Regions from separate parts of the Mus musculus genome. Here all the other regions are linked to region 1. The links are chromatin contacts, called in public HiCAR-type and promoter capture Hi-C maps. All regions are on one chromosome and are shown on one strand. The core of a region is the stretch at or near the end of the contact, and the rest is flanking DNA. Distances in the headings are between cores, read along the strand shown. Region 1 holds the start of Vps18 (VPS18 CORVET/HOPS core subunit). Region 2 holds the start of Serf2 (small EDRK-rich factor 2). Region 3 holds the start of Eif3j1 (eukaryotic translation initiation factor 3, subunit J1).

The links. Promoter capture Hi-C pulls out the DNA fragments that hold promoters and counts their contacts. HiCAR-type assays count read pairs that join an accessible place to other places.
Region 2: a contact with region 1 is called in a HiCAR-type map of astrocytes, with 6 times the contacts expected there. The contact joins the promoter of Serf2 here to the promoter of Vps18 in region 1. A contact is called at or near these places in 1 of 115 datasets of contacts at active chromatin or transcription factors (astrocytes) and 2 of 9 other capture datasets (adipose tissue and liver).
Region 3: a promoter capture Hi-C map of liver shows a contact between it and region 1, with 6 times the contacts expected there. The contact joins the promoter of Eif3j1 here to the promoter of Vps18 in region 1. A contact is called at or near these places in 2 of 39 promoter capture datasets (hippocampal neurons and liver) and 1 of 115 datasets of contacts at active chromatin or transcription factors (embryonic forebrain).

The regions. Positions count from the first base shown.
Region 1 is chr2:119,287,426-119,290,652 of GRCm38.p6, forward strand. Vps18 (VPS18 CORVET/HOPS core subunit) reads left to right here and starts at 1,317. Exons shown (of 5, transcript NM_172269.3): 1 at 1,317-1,705; 2 at 2,728-2,869. The coding sequence starts at 1,615.
Region 2 is chr2:121,447,885-121,451,005 of GRCm38.p6, forward strand. Serf2 (small EDRK-rich factor 2) reads left to right here and starts at 1,314. Exons shown (of 3, transcript NM_011354.3): 1 at 1,314-1,557; 2 at 2,091-2,199; 3 at 2,837-3,121. The coding sequence starts at 1,551. The coding sequence ends at 2,900.
Region 3 is chr2:122,027,204-122,030,132 of GRCm38.p6, forward strand. Eif3j1 (eukaryotic translation initiation factor 3, subunit J1) reads left to right here and starts at 1,377. Exons shown (of 8, transcript NM_144545.4): 1 at 1,377-1,521; 2 at 1,605-1,708. The coding sequence starts at 1,470.

The sequences.
Region 1 (3,227 bases), core at 67-2,566:
TAAATGTAGAAACTGAGCCATGAGAGAGTTCGTTTATGCAAATGTCTAATAAACATTCACTAGTTAGTTATTGGTGACTGCCCTGGAGCAGGTTACAGGTAAAGCTGGGGTTCCCCAGTAAGTTCCCTAGCAGTGCCCTGAGCTCAGTCATGTGACCTCCACCCCCTCTCATTTGGCTCCTCCTCTGTTCCCACCAGCCAGGTCTCCAGCTGTCCCCACACTCTCCTTCATCTGCCTGCCATACCTAACCTGTCACTAGGTCTCTGGTGCCTTCCTCTGAGATGGTCTCCCACTTCCCAGCTCTCTCTCTCCCGGATGGATACATAAGGCCTGTCTTCTGCCTCAGGTCTCATGTCCTTTTCAAACACCTGCTTCCCAGTACCAACATCAGATCTTATCCCCAGTTATAGCCTCCAGTGGATCACACGATAGCTTCCACAGTCTGCCCAAGGCCAGCCCCGCTTCCTCTCCACCCCATTACACGGCTTATAGGGTTTCGCTCGTGACTTTCCTGAAGACTATATATAACCCCCTTTTCTTTTTCTGATACTAGGGCTTGATCCTAAGGCTTCCCACATGCTAGACAAGGACAGTCAACATCACTCAACGTATAGAGTGCCTGGAAGTAGCCTGCTTCAGTTTTCCCGGTGACCCTTGCCTCTCCCCCTACACTAAGGAGCTACTATGAGGCAGCTTACTTAACCTGGCCATTGCGTTGTCAATTTCTTTCTGTTTTGTTTTCTGGGGGTCTGTAGCCCAGTCCTTAGTAATCCTCCTGCCTCAGCCTTCCCACTGCTGGAGATTAAATTTTGTATGGTTTTCTTTTTGCGGTGTAAGGAAAAAAAAAAAAAATCCAGGTCTTATACCCGCTGGGCAAGGTGCTTATGCACCACTGAGCCACACTTGTGACCCATTCAGCTACTTCCTCTGGAAGCTAGGGGGCCCTGGGGTGAAAGAAGGGACACTCAGACTGTTCTGCCTGTGCCTGTGAAGGTGGACTGAGGCAGCAATTCGATTGAGGAACAGGAGGTAGTGTGACAGATGGAGGAGCACCGCCGGCCTTTCAGTGACAGTCTGAGGGAGTGAAGTCTGAGCTGCGGAAGCCTAGGATCCGCGCAAGCCTGTTACTGGACGCCGCTGGGAAATCCCGGGCTGCCTCCTAGCGCCAACATGAGGAACTGCAGCAGCAGGGTGGCCCGCAAGCGCTCCTCCCCCGCCGCGCCGAGTCTCCGACAACGCCTCCTTGTGGAGGCTCAGGTGCCCAGGACTCCAGTTAACACTCGCGGCTGAAAAACCCGGAAGCACGTCATAAGCACGCGTCACGGGGGCGGGAGTCAGCTGAGCTGCCTGGGCGAGGTTGTGATTACCTGGGATCTGCTAAGGGGAGCCTATAATCTCTTGGGACTGGAGCTGGGGTGCAAAGCTGCGCCATGGACTAGTTGGGGCTCCTCGATCGTCTCGTCCTTCACAGAGAAAGCGAAAAGGGCCCCAGAATTTTTAAAAGGTTCTCAGGATCTGTCAGACGCTGGGGAAGCACAACTTGCAAATCCAGGACGACCGGGGTCCCAGTTGTGACCCCCAGCCCCCAGATCAGAGATCCAGAACTTGATTGCCATGGCGTCCATCCTGGATGAGTACGAGGACTCATTGTCCCGCTCGGCCGTCTTGCAGACTGGTTGCCCTAGCGTGGGCATCCCCCATTCTGGTAAGTTAGAAGAGGCCGCCTCTGCCCCTTTCTGTTATGGTAGCATTTACGGGGGAGAGAAGCTCTAGAGCTTGCAGCGTGTGTTTAGGATCTAAGCCCCAGGCCTTTCTTGTCTTGCCCAGCTTGTCATTGGTCGAAGTTTGAAAGAGCCACAGGAACAGCCTCGTGATCTAGGCCTTAACTCAAAGGTCCTTCAAAAGAGGGAACTTGGGCTCAGATAAGGAAGTACTTGTTACTTTTGTCTATAGGCTGCAGTTGGGAGAACTGAATATAGGTTCCAGGCTTCTGTGTCTTGTTCTATGGATTTTTTTTAAAGCTTTTGGAGTCTGTGTATGTGTTCGTTCCCACCAGACTTCATCTTGAGGTAGCAGAGGAGGCAGAATGAGCACTGAACTTGGTGGAACGTGAATGTTATAAGTGAAGGAGGGTCGATCCAAAAGGGAATTTTGTTACTGAACAGGAACAATGGAGATGATTGTCCCGGGGTAAAGCTGGCTGCAGTTTAGAGTGTAGGAGAGCAGCGCAGGGTTACCCACACTATGATGATATTGCAGCGGACTATCGAGAAAGCAACTGTAGCCTATGAACTGGACTGATAGGACTGGGTTCCCAGAACTCTCTACATACAATGGAGACTCACTGAACCATACTGTGTGGACAGCAAGGAAGGGACTTTAGTTTCTCTTGGCCAAAGACCATAAGGGAGAATGCCAAAACCATCCTCCCTGTACTGTCTCCCCCCACCCCCGTTACCACTGGGAACGTGCATATCATGATACAACCTCATCTCAGGCACAGAGAACCAATCCCTTACTACTGTCACAAGTGTGGGAAGAGCCCAGGACCCTTCCAATAAAGACAACCAGAAAACTATTTCATGTTGAACTCTTTATGAACCAAGACCCTGTGGGTAGGAATATACTTGGGAAGCAGAAGTATCAGCTAACACTGGGGTTTCTCTGGGTTTCTGGGTGCCTCACCCCCCTCTGGACGCCTTTTTCTCTTGTCTTCCCCACCTATAGGGTATGTAAGTGCCCACCTGGAGAAGGAGGTGCCCATCTTCACCAAGCAGCGGGTTGACTTCACCCCCTCGGAGCGGATCACTAGCCTCGTGGTCTCCTGCAATCAGCTCTGCATGAGCCTGGGCAAGGATACACTGCTCCGGTAGTATCTTTGGAGACTTTTAGCTGACTAGGGTCTTTTTCCATACTTAGCAAATGACACAATAGCTTTTCAGGAGATGCACTATTCCTTCCCAAAGAGAACCAGTGTGGTGGCTGAAGATCAGAGAGAACTATGTTCAGATTCCACCCATGCTGTTGAACGAGTCAGCTAATCATTCTGGTCTTTCAACAGGGGGAAAGGTGCTCTCAGCCTCCCAGAGTTAGCCACACAGATCATTGGGACAGTCTGGAATCCTGAAGTATGTCCGCTATTTGCCAAAAGTGTTGACAGCGTTGTTTATCATTTGGGATAAGCCATCTGGAATAAGACAGTTAGACCTCTGTCCCACAAGGATGAA
Region 2 (3,121 bases), core at 64-2,563, 2.2 Mb after region 1:
TACCTACCATTTTATGAGAGTTCATGGATCCAGTCCTGCGACCCCTTAATAAAGTTCCTTATGTAGTGGTGACCCCCAACCATAGAATTATTTTTTGTTTTTGTTTTTCGAGACAACAGCTGTGTAGCCCTAGCTGTCCTGGAACTCACTCTGTAGACCAGGCTGGCCTCGAACTCAGAAATCCGCCAAGTGCTGGGATTAAAGGCGTGCGCCACCACCGCCCGGCTAGAATTATTTTTAAACTGTAATTTTTCTATTATAAATCGTAGTGTAAATATCTGTGTTTTTCAGTAGTCTTAGGCGACTCTGGTGAAAGAGTGGAGTGAAGTCTCTGAATTCAGCTGCTTAGTGAAGGTACTGGACAGGATAAAGTGCCTCTGGTCAGCAGGAAACGCATCCTACTGTTCTGGTTCATGTTGGGGTTATTTCATGATAGTTTAGCAGAATTCCTGTTGTCTTGGACCTGGGAAGGGAGAGAAGGCTTAACTAATCTTTTCTACAGGGGGCGCGCGCATCTGTGATTCAGCAACCGAAAATAAAGATTTAGTTACCAGCCTGATTTCTCTTACAAACCAAATGTAAGGTTTAGGGGAAATGATACAATGTAGGCACGGTCGAGAGAGAGGAGAGAGGAGGAGAGAGGAGACAGAGAGACAGAGACAGAGAGAGAGAGAGAGAGAGAGAGAGAGAGAGAGAGAGAGAGAGAGAGAAAGAGAGAGATGCAAACTAATAAAATAGGAGCATTCCCTAATCTCGGTTCCTGAAGTAACTCCACAGTCAGATTCGGGTATGCTTCGTCACCCCCAAGGCACATTCAAAGTTTCTGTGGGCAGTCTTAAGTCCAGTTCAGTAGTGGAGATGTGCATGCAGGAGCTCTGGACTCAAGCTCTTGGGAAATGATTGCAGGATCACTTTATGACACACTAAAACTGGCTGCGCTTAGGGGCGAGGAAAGTGGAAAGGGGTTTCCTAATTGTCTGCGTATGTTTTCAGACAACTGTGGCAAGTGTTCGGCCAAGAGGCTCGGAGACCGGGGAACCGCACTAAGTTTAGCTCCAGAGAACTGATAGCACATAACCGGATGAACGACCTAGGAAATCCCGCCCTCACCCCGTCCCGTCCCCGCCCCGCCCCTCCCCCGCGTTCCTTCGGGGCGACTTTGTCAGTCAGTACCCTAAACTGTCCCACATGAGGTCACTTTGCCTAGTCACGTGCCCGGCCCCGTCGGAGCGCCACATCGCCAGCCGCACCCCTCCACCCCCCGGCCACGTGACCCGGCCTAGTTTCTACAGGCTGGGACCCAGCGCTCCGGGGAAGCCCCGCCCCGTGCCAGCGCTCCGCCCGCCGAGCTCCGCTCTTCGCCCTCCGGGACTGGCGCGTGGCACCGCACTCCACGTGTTTCCCCCTGCCCAATGAAAGCGGGCGCCCGGGCGTGAAGGGGCGGGAGGAAGAAGACGACTTGGTGGCGTCGCGCGAAGGGGGCGGGGCCTGCAACGTCGGCCCGAACGAGGGGGACGCAACGGAGGCAGGTTGGAGCCGCTGCCGTCGCCATGACCCGTGAGTGCTGGGACCTTTTCCTCTCTCCCTTTTCTTTCTGCTCTCGCTCCCCGCGCGCCCGGGTGCCGGCGTGTGCGTCCCCTCGGCTTCCCCGGCGGGCGGAAGGGTCTTTAGGGAGCGCTCTCCAGCTGCCTCCCGCCCAGCCGGAAGCGCAGCCCTCTGCACGCCGCCACTTGCGGAGACCCCTGTGTTGGGCGCGGGCCGCCGCCGGCTTTCCGCGCTGGGGAAGCCGGGTTCCCTGAGTGGTGGGCCCCGGCGCGTGCCCGTGAGGCCCCGGCGCGTCCCACACACCGCAGCAGCTGTCTGGGCCCCCGCGCCGCCTCAAACTTGACGCGCGCCGCCAGCAGTCTCGACCGCACCGTCCTCCCGCACCCCCAAGTTAACCTACCCCGGGCAGCCGAAGCCCCGCGATGGGGTCGGCGCTGCGGCGGGGGTTGGGGGGACGGTCGGGGTCCCAGTTGCGGGGAGGAGGGGCGCTGGTGTGTACGTGGAGCGGCTCCGGCGTCTCACTTTGTACCTTCTCTTCTTCTTAGGCGGTAACCAGCGAGAGCTCGCCCGCCAGAAGAACATGAAGAAGCAGAGCGACTCGGTTAAGGGAAAGCGCCGAGATGATGGGCTTTCTGCTGCCGCCCGCAAGCAGAGGTAGCCCCAGGGAGGGAAAAGGAAGGGTCGGGCCGGGACTGGACGGGGAGACCTGGGTTAGAGAAAGGGGTGTACCAGGAGAGAGAGCTATTGCAGGGTCCAAGTCTAGGTTAGATGTGAGGGGCAGAGTGCATTGCTTCCTCTAGGGTTTTATTTCCTCCCCACTCTAAATTGTTAGGTCACAGCCATACAGGAAGGGACTGGGGCGGGTCCCTGTCCGCAGGCTGATTTCTGCGGGCCTTAGTTCTGACCTTAAGGGCAAGGGCAGGGGCTTCACATATCAAGTGTAGTTGTTTTGACAGCCCAGTACTTTTGACCCTCCTTGCTGCTTGTCTCTCCTCCCTCTTCCCGACTTTCTCACTAGTGTTGTTGGGGTGTGGTACTTAGTACAGAATAGAGAGCCTTGGGCCTGAGCGGCCAGACTTCTGACCCCTTGGGCAACAGCCATATGGAGACTGATTGATTGCCTTTTGACCCTTAGCTCTGTTCCTCTTGTTCTCCTAGGGTGGGAATATAGCAGCCATATGCTGAACTTTGTCCCATCCACTTCCATCTTATCCTCTGTACCCTTCATCCCCTGCATCTTGTCCTTTTTGCCCTCTGGTACCTCCCAGTGCCCCATCATCTCTACCCCCAGGGACTCGGAGATCATGCAGCAGAAGCAGAAAAAGGCAAACGAGAAGAAGGAGGAACCCAAGTAGCCTTGTGGCTTCGTGTCCAACCCTCTTGCCCTCCGCCTGTGTGCCTGGAGCCAGTCCCACCATGCTCGAGTTTCTTCCTGTAGTGCTCACAGGTCCCAGCACCGATGGCATTCCCTTTGCCCTGAGTCTGCAGCGGGTTCCTTTTGTGCTTCCTTCCCCTCAGGTAGCCTCTCTCCCTCTGGGCCACTCCTGGGGGTGAGGGGGTTACCCCTTCCCAGTGT
Region 3 (2,929 bases), core at 127-2,626, 2.7 Mb after region 1:
ACAGGACTTCTCTGTGTAGCCCTGGCTGTCCTGGCACTCTGTAGACCAGGCTGGCCACCACGTGTGCCACCACGCTGGGCGGATGCTTTCTTTTATAGAGCGTCATCTCTCATTTTAATAATGCTGTCGAACAGCTGAGCGTGGTGGCGCACGCCTTTAATCCCAGCTCTCGGGAGGCAGAGGCAGGCTGATTTCTGAGTTTGAGGCCAGCTTGGTCTACTGAGTGAGTTCCAGGACAGCCAGGGCTACACAGAGAAATCCTGTCTCGAAAACAAACAAACAAACAAACAAACACAAAAAAATTGCGGTAGAACATTTCTTGAAAGACCACCTTATAAAATGTTTACTTGTAGACGAAAAATACACAAGAAACGGAAAGTACTAAGAATGGCTGATGTGTGTCTGTTTTTTTTAAAGACTTAAAACCTAAGCTCATGCCTTTAATCCCAGCACCTGGGAGCCAGCCTGGTTCACAGAGCGAGTTCCAGGACAGCCCAGGCTACAGAGAGAAACTTGTCTTAAAAACAAAGCAAAACAAAACAAAAAACTTTAAAAACAATGAATATATTGGAAAATCAGACAATATCTAAACTAGCTCCTTCCTTCTTAATGTCCTTACTGGGAAGCCCTGTGCCAAGGGGGAGAGAATTTTGCTCCTTTTAGGTTCTTTTTATCAGTTTACCTGTTAGAATGCACTCAGATGAGCACCACAAGCCTTCTCTCTACCAGAAATGCACCGGAGCACAAGTCACTTGGTTTCTCAAACTCCAGCTTCACCAGTGCCTACCGCGGGCAGAAAACTGAAACTTCCGTCGTCGTTAATGCTACCTTTTTAACATCTAACCTCATAATGCTTCTTTTTGTTGCAGCCACTGCACTGTGTCGAAATCTGTTTACATAACTATTTTGCTACTGTGTTGAGGACAAACTAGAATAAGCCTGGGACGGACCACGGAACTCCGAAATGTTTTCGCCAAAACAATCACCGTGCAGGACTTCGGGTGATCACCGGAAGGGAGAACCAGGGAGACTTGGAGTATACTTCCATCTCCGTGCCCGAATGCTAGGAGGCCACGGGATATCTGCCCTGTCCACTTCCTCCTCGCTGCTCGCCTGCTGCCGGCTCACGATCAGCCAGCACTAGAAGACCCACTCGCTAGCCGAGCACCGCCCGACTCACGCGTGCGCACTTCCTTTCTCTTCTCGCGGGGGGTGGGGGATGAGGGGGTGAGGGGTGTGGCTTGGGGGGACCAGGCTGGTCCGCGTCTCCCAGCCCAGCGTCGCCCCACCCCGCCCGCCCCGCCCCTGCCGCGCGCGTCGCCCGTGGGGCGGAGCCTCTGCCGGGCGCCCAGTCAGCCACTGTCCCAGCCTGCCCTGCGCGGGCCAACGAGAGCCAGCCCAGTGACTCACCTCTGCCGCGCTAACTCTTCGCAGCTCTTCCCATCGCACACGCTCACCCCCGGTTCGAGATGGCGGCGGCGGCGGCGGCGGCAGCGGCGGCGGGGGACTCAGACTCTTGGGGTGAGCAGAAGTTCCGGCCCAAATGCGGGCTGTGGCGGCCCCGCTCCCACGCGGGTACTAACGCGACTCGCTCTCTTCCGTAGACGCGGACACGTTCTCTATGGAGGACCCGGTGCGGAAGGTCGCGGGCGGCGGCACGGCCGGCGGGGACCGCTGGGAAGGCGAGGACGAGGACGAGGACGTGAAGGTAGGTTCGGGCCCGGGAGCCAGGCTACGCCCGTGGGCGCCGGCTGCGGGCGGGGAGATCGGGCCCCCGGGGCGCCGCCCGGGCCTGCGGGCCGTGGGTCCCGCGTGAGCTTCGGCCCGGAGGTTCCCTCGGCTGGACGGCCATGTGGGCAGCAAGGCGGCAGCTTGTCCGGCCGGACTCTGCGGAGGGTGGTGACCGCCTGGGCCCCAGCCCTTCACCGAGGGTCGGCTCTCTGGCCTGGAACCTAACTGGAGACGAGAAGTGACAGCAGCAGTCCGGTCGGCCCACGTGCTATCTTCGCAGTCCAGAACCTCTCACCGAAACTAGGCGAACAGATCGGGAACTCGGTTTCAGTGTTTGTCCCATATGGAAAGTCGTGGATCCGCTTTTCCTAGTTCGGCTCTCCCATGTGTCAGTAACTTAGGTATGATTGTGAAGGCCGGTAGCTCGTTTGAGCGATTAGATGGAGAAAATACATTGAATTTTCTAAACTAGAATTGGAGTAGTAAAACAACTTTTAGCTCTCCCTTCCCCCACCCTGTGGTAAGAAGGATGAACTGAGAGCACTGAGATAACCATCGGGTTAGTGGACAGAACTGTGAACTCTGAAAAACAGAGCTAACAGTTATTCATCTACACAGGGACAGACAGGCTTAGAAAAAAACCCCAAAGAGTTGGTGGTTGTGGTAGACCAGGGGCCAGTGGTTTGTTTGTTTTTTTTTTTTTTTGTATTGTAAATTCGAGTCCTATTCACCTTTATTGTTCTTAAAAACTCTCACGGGCTCATCTTACAGCTTTAGATATACTGTTTGGATTTTTCATTTTTACTCTGAACTTTGCTGAAGTGTATGTCTACTTTACCAGACAGCCTGAATTTGAGGAATGAAGTGATCTTTGTGTACATTGAAGTTAATAATGAAGTTAATAATAGTGCTGTTGACTGGCTACTTACGTGCTTTCTTTATCTATTGTATGTATACACTTGGGCATGGTTTGTTACCGACCTTATATTATCCTATCACGGCAGATTTTCAGTTTTGACTTTTCACTTTTCCTAGGAAGTAGAAGTTAGGACATCTTATAAAGTTAAAGAAGTTAAAGTTGGGCTGGAGAGATGGCTCAGCGATTAAGAGCACTGACTGCTCTTCTGAAGGTCCTGAGTTCAAATCCCAGTAACCACTAGCCACCCATCTGTAATGAAATCTGATGCCCTCCTACAGT